2 separate regions of the Rattus norvegicus genome follow, and region 1 is linked to region 2. The links are chromatin contacts, called in public Hi-C maps. All regions are on one chromosome and are shown on one strand. Each heading gives the region's core, a stretch centred on a gene start, on an enhancer-like site or on the middle of the called end of the contact. The rest is flanking DNA. Distances are from core to core; before and after follow the strand shown.

Region 1 (2,722 bases), core at 148-2,647, 37 kb after region 2:
GTAGAGGGTAGGGTAGAGCACACCTGCCATACCCTGGAATGAGGAGGTGGAGGGACAGAGAGATGCTGGCACAACTTCGGGGACAGGTCCACTTTGATATGTTAAAAGGGACCTTAGACATTTATCCCAGGATTTGAGACTTTTAACAATTTTCTGATTAGATTCTGGTTATGTAATACTGTTCCTTCTCCCTCCTCAACATAGAAGTCAAAGCTCACAGCCCCTTAGCCCCAAGCGTCCCAGGCCAGCTCTCTTAGTGATTCCGAAATTCACATATCACAGCGGATTCTCTATCAGCTTTGCCTTGTTTCCTGTTGTTTGCAGATTGTTCTCCTACACCATGTAGATTTATTTCTGTTGCTTTTCCCTCCAGACCACGCAAAAATGAAAACGTCTCCAAGGTAGGAGTTTTGTTTTGAAAATACCCACCAATAATCAGAACATGGTCTCTACCCAGGAACCACTCCGTCAGACATTCTTGCTCTGAGTTCCTTTAAGGCTGGTTTCACTCGCGAAATCAGCGTTTCGTGAACATGCACACTTGAACTGCCACCTAGACAGAACGGAGTCCGTAAAACTAATTCCTCTTCTGTCTAGGTGGCAGTTCAAGTGTAGGGTAATTTTAATGGATGGGAATGAAGGGGAAAATACCTCCATGTGTTCAGATTTCTGGGTCATCTCTGCCTACTCTTCTTCACCTGACATCCTTCAGATTCCATCACTTAAGGGTCTTGACTGAGAGACTGTGAAGCCTAAACACAAGCATCATTAGTGTTTAAAACGTGCCCTCCCCTACCCGCTCTCCTTGTATATATGACTCTAGTAGAGCCAGATGCCAAGATCTGGAAAGTATTTTCCTGGAGAGAAGCAAGGAGGGGGGAGGAGCAGCGAGACTGCGGAAGGTGGCTTCCTCGAATTGCATTTTGGAAACTAGTTAGAATATTAGAGCTGGCCTGAGCTCAGCCTTAAGGAAGGGATCGGGTTGGGGTGCGGTAGGGTGTTCCTGAGTGTCTGACACCCAGACTAATTAAAGAGCCCTTTAAAGCCTCTTTACCTTGTTTCCTGATTCCAAAACGGAACAGAGGGGGAAGGGCAACGAGGAAAGGGAAAGAAAAGTTCTCTGGCAGCCTGATTAGAAACATTCCAAGTAACTGTGACTTCACCTTCTTTGGGTTCAACACTAGAGGCTTTCCTTCACTGGGTCTGGCTGCGGCTACCCTGATGAGCAGCGGAGGGCACCATGTGCGTTCCTTTAAGAGGACTCCTTGGCGGTTGTACCAGCGGGACACCGGAGATCCGGGCGGCACCGGGTGAGTGTGCGCGGGGCGGCGGCCACGGCGGGGGGCGGAGGATGGCTCTGGGCCCACATTTTTCCCCCTGCCGCCGGGACAGCGCGGCGGGCATGGCAGAGATGCGGCCGGGGCCAGTGGTTGGAAAACAGCTCAACGAGCAGCCCGACCACTCGCCCCTGGTCCAGCCGGGCCTGGCCGAACTGAGGCGCCGGGCGCAGGAGGAGGGCGTCCCAGAGACCCCGCAGCCGCTCACAGACGCTTTCTTGTTGCGATTCCTGCGTGCCCGGGATTTCGACCTGGACCTGGCCTGGCGCGTAAGTGTGAACCCGGGCGGGCAGACCGCGGCGGGGCTGGGATCCACGCGTACCGAGCGTGGCAGTGTGGCTGCAAGCGCGCCTAGACCCGGGATTCCGCCCGTCGATGCTCTGGTTCCCGCTGCCGTGGAGGACCTCCCCAGGACTACTAGAGTCCCCGCGATTAACAAAGTGGAGACCTCCTGGGGTGCTCAACTGTGTTACACACCTGAGGAGACAACTCCAGGAGTGGACAGAGGAGGGGACAAAATGGACATCTGAAGGCATCTTGAAAAAGATTATGTTAATAGAGCTAAATGACAGCACAGTCAGTTTGGTTCCTTTGAAATCCAGGGCAGGACTGGCGATTCTTTTGTGTTTCAGGTCTTCACACCACACTGAGAAAGAGCCATGGAGCCAGAGAGATGCGACCTTGACTTTGTCCCTCTTGGGGTCAGCACTGTTATCTGTCCACTAACTGTGAGGACATGACAGTAGTTTCGAAAATTGCACATTAACCTGGAATGTTAGCACAAGGTGTGCCAAGCGCTCTGGTTGGCATGGGATAACTAGTCAGTGGTCAGCGAAGGACTAATCTAGACCTTTCTGCAAGGGAAAATACTTAGGCTGTGGAATTCCAACATGCTCTTCTTTCATGCAACTAATTTTATTGGATAATCACCGAGTATGGCAAAAACAACAAACAATATAAAACAGTAAAAAGTTCAAAAGTATTTCCTAAAAGAAAAATTCCCAACACAAACTTTAGTTAGACCGTGAGTACCCAGAAGAGTGGTATCATCTACTACTTTAAGCATGTGCTTTTTGCTCATGCAAACAGGCGTTTGTGTTTTTTATTTTTTATTTGGCTTTTCTCAACTGCTTGTTGCACAGAATGTTGATGGAATTGCTATCAAACCATGACATAAATAATACACGAAGGGTATCTAACCAGTTCCGTGTTTGTGGCTTTAGCGATTGTTTCCAGGTGCTATTAGGCTCCCTCCATCCCTACATTCAGCAATGGGGACCCGGTGCTGCCATGCTCACCGTTCATCTCTTCATTTAGTGTTTCTCTCTATTTTTCTCTTTTTTTATATCCGCAGTCTTCTGCCTCACAGTATAAAATATGCCACC
Region 2 (2,755 bases), core at 16-2,515:
AGAGTACAAGCACCTGTTGTCTCCTTTCCAGAATCCCTGAGGCACATTGTGAGAACTCCTTGGTCTTTCGGTCGCTTCAGTATCATCTAAAGGACTTCTGTCATCATAGCAACATCCTAGGGACACTTAGTCCACAGTTTTGGTATCTGATGACTCCTTTGTCTCAGATACATAAGTGTTATGTACTTTCTGAAGTTACTAATCCTGAAGTGCTGCCCAGTCCTCAAAGCCAAAGCAAACCAAAGCAACCACAACAACAAATCAAATCAAATCAAATCAAAACCACCACCACCAACAAAAATCCCAAAACAAGAAAAACAAAACAAAACTCAAGCATCATTTATCATATTGATGACCATTTGGCAATGATCAGAATCATATTCACGAATAGTAACTTGAAACTGTGATCACATGTTCATGAGACTGTCTTTTTAAAAACAGTTTATAAAAGCATCAATAGTTTAGAGAATAAATTTGCATTCTTGGATTCTCTAAAGTATAAAGATTTTATTGTATGAGTTCATTGATAGGGATAATAAACTCTATCTAAACTTGATTACATAATATTCAATTTACAGTTTTTCAAAACTAACAATGGAAATTGCTAAGATTTCTGTTAGTTTGAATACTTTTTAAAAATTGTTTAAATTTAAAATGATTGTTAAGACTTATGCCCCATAATAACCTAATAGAAACCAATACTCATGACCCCATATTCTGGTCCAATTTCTGACACCTTACAAAGGTACTCATTATGTTTGATGAATAAAATAGTTGAATAAAAAAAACTATTATAACCATGATAGATTGCCAGCTACATGCACAAAGTTTATCGTATTCTTATCAATTCATATTCATATTAATGTCTTATAGCTCTAGATTTCCTTGTTTGGAAATCCAACTTGTATTGGATACCACTTAAAATTTTAAGTCCTGGAAAAGCTCCTCCCACCCTAAAGTATTCCCTGGAGATGGCAGCTGTGTGTGACCTCCCTTGGCCAATCAAGGGAGATTGTACTTATTGCTGTAATTGCTGCAGCACATCCTACTGCTGGCCTCAGCTATTTTGCGGTAGTTCCCTGAAGAGACAGATATTCCACACTGGGCTTTCTCCAGAGCCACAGACCTATACTACTCATGTTGACACAGCTTGGCCAACTATAGCAGGAAGGTGGTTCTTGACATACTCTCTAAGAGGTTCCCACAGGCTTTAAGTGACCTTTAAATACTTAGTGAGCTGGGCAATGAGCTTCTGTGAACACAGACCTCTCTATTCAGGTATGATTACCTCCCCTGGGCAAGCCTCTGGGTTCACTGCACACCCTTGTTGGAGCACTTGGATTCACATTACCAAACAATTTAGATTAGCTCTGTTGACTTAATTCCATGAAAAGTATTGGTTTTGTAATGCTTTAGTAGGCAAACCTGTTGACATCTCTCTTTGACCAACTGTAATTGGATGTTCTACAAATGGCATGCTGTTGTGTTTCTTTTGTTATAGCTTTTGCAAGCTTCTTAAAGGCAAATGAATATAAAATGATATTCAGTGACATTTTTGAAACATTTTAAAGATTTTATGAGGTATAAATGTACATACAGGCTTTTTTGGAGGACTGTTTAAACTTGGCTGAGAGGACAGAAGTCAATTTTCATAACTGTTCTCCAGAACTAACTGAAAGGGCAAGGCTGAGTAAACACATACCGGAGTTGGTCTTTGGATATTTACAACACCAGGAAGTGTATGAAAGGCCACTGCTGAATCAACAGAGTGCAGCTGTCATGTTTGTCCCAAAACTGTGCGAGACACTTTTGCTATTTCTGAAATATGACAGGAAATGACTTTCAAGTAAGAGAAAAGCTATGCATTATTTTATTGTTGTTCATTTGCTTGCTTTTCAGACAGGTTCTAAGTATATAACCCAGCCTGTCTTCAAACTTAGACTCCTTCTTTCTTAGCATACTGAGTGTACCTGACAAGAGTCATTTAAGTCCTGAAATAAGGTGTTTTAGTTTGACATTACGAAATAAAGTTCCAGGCAGTCTAGCATAGTGCCTAGCACAGAGATGATACTTTATAAACACTCGTAAAATAAGTTAATGATCAGCACCAACGTTTAAATGTTTCATTTGTTATGTGATCAATAACTGAGAAGTCAACTTTCTCTAAATTATACTGCCAAGTTGTAACATGCATTTAATCACTTCTTTAACTCCTCACTGAACATAGGAATTTCCAGATCTTAGTTAAGTGGATTTCAGGAAAACATAATATTTATTTTTATTTTTTTTTCAAGACAGGATTTCTTTCTGTAGCCCTGACTGTCATGGAACTCACTTTGTAGACCAAACTGGCCTCAAACTCAGAGATCAGCCTCCTGCCTCTGCCTCTTGAGTGCCAGGATTAAAGGTGTGCAACACCACTGCCCAGCCTAACATTTATTTTTATTAAATATAAAATACTTGGGGAAATATACAGATAAAATATATTGTTCAAAGTGTCATAGTATCTCTTTGGTCAATATTCATTCCTCTATAGTATTTTAATCCTATAGGCTTGAATTTTGGAGGTGAGGGAACTAAACTAGATTGTATCCAATTGAAAGTCCTCAAGTTTAGTTTAGTTTAAAAATTTAGTGTAAAATAAACTAATGGTCCTTACAAATGTTTAGTGTTTCATTTATTGTATAATCAGCAATTGAGAAGTTTGACTTCCCCTAAATTTGACTGCCAATCTGTAACATGCATCCAGACATCT

Evidence for each region. A called contact is a pair of places that touch in the nucleus more often than the background predicts.
Region 1: a contact with region 2 is called in a Hi-C map of liver, with 2.8 times the contacts expected there. The contact joins the promoter of Ttpa here to the enhancer-like site in region 2. A contact is called at or near these places in 2 of 12 Hi-C or Micro-C datasets (kidney and liver).

The regions. Positions count from the first base shown.
Region 1 is chr5:38,293,024-38,295,745 of GRCr8, forward strand. It overlaps Ttpa (alpha tocopherol transfer protein), which reads left to right and starts at 1,398. Exons shown (of 5, transcript NM_013048.3): 1 at 1,398-1,606. The coding sequence starts at 1,403.
Region 2 is chr5:38,256,601-38,259,355 of GRCr8, forward strand. No RefSeq gene overlaps it. Among named protein-coding and RNA genes, the nearest start is that of Ttpa, 36 kb to the right of the region's middle. Within about 2 kb of position 1,266, at least 5 of the 93 cell types and tissues checked have an H3K27ac peak or open chromatin away from gene starts, as enhancers often do. A contact at or near this core is called in liver, where this site is marked.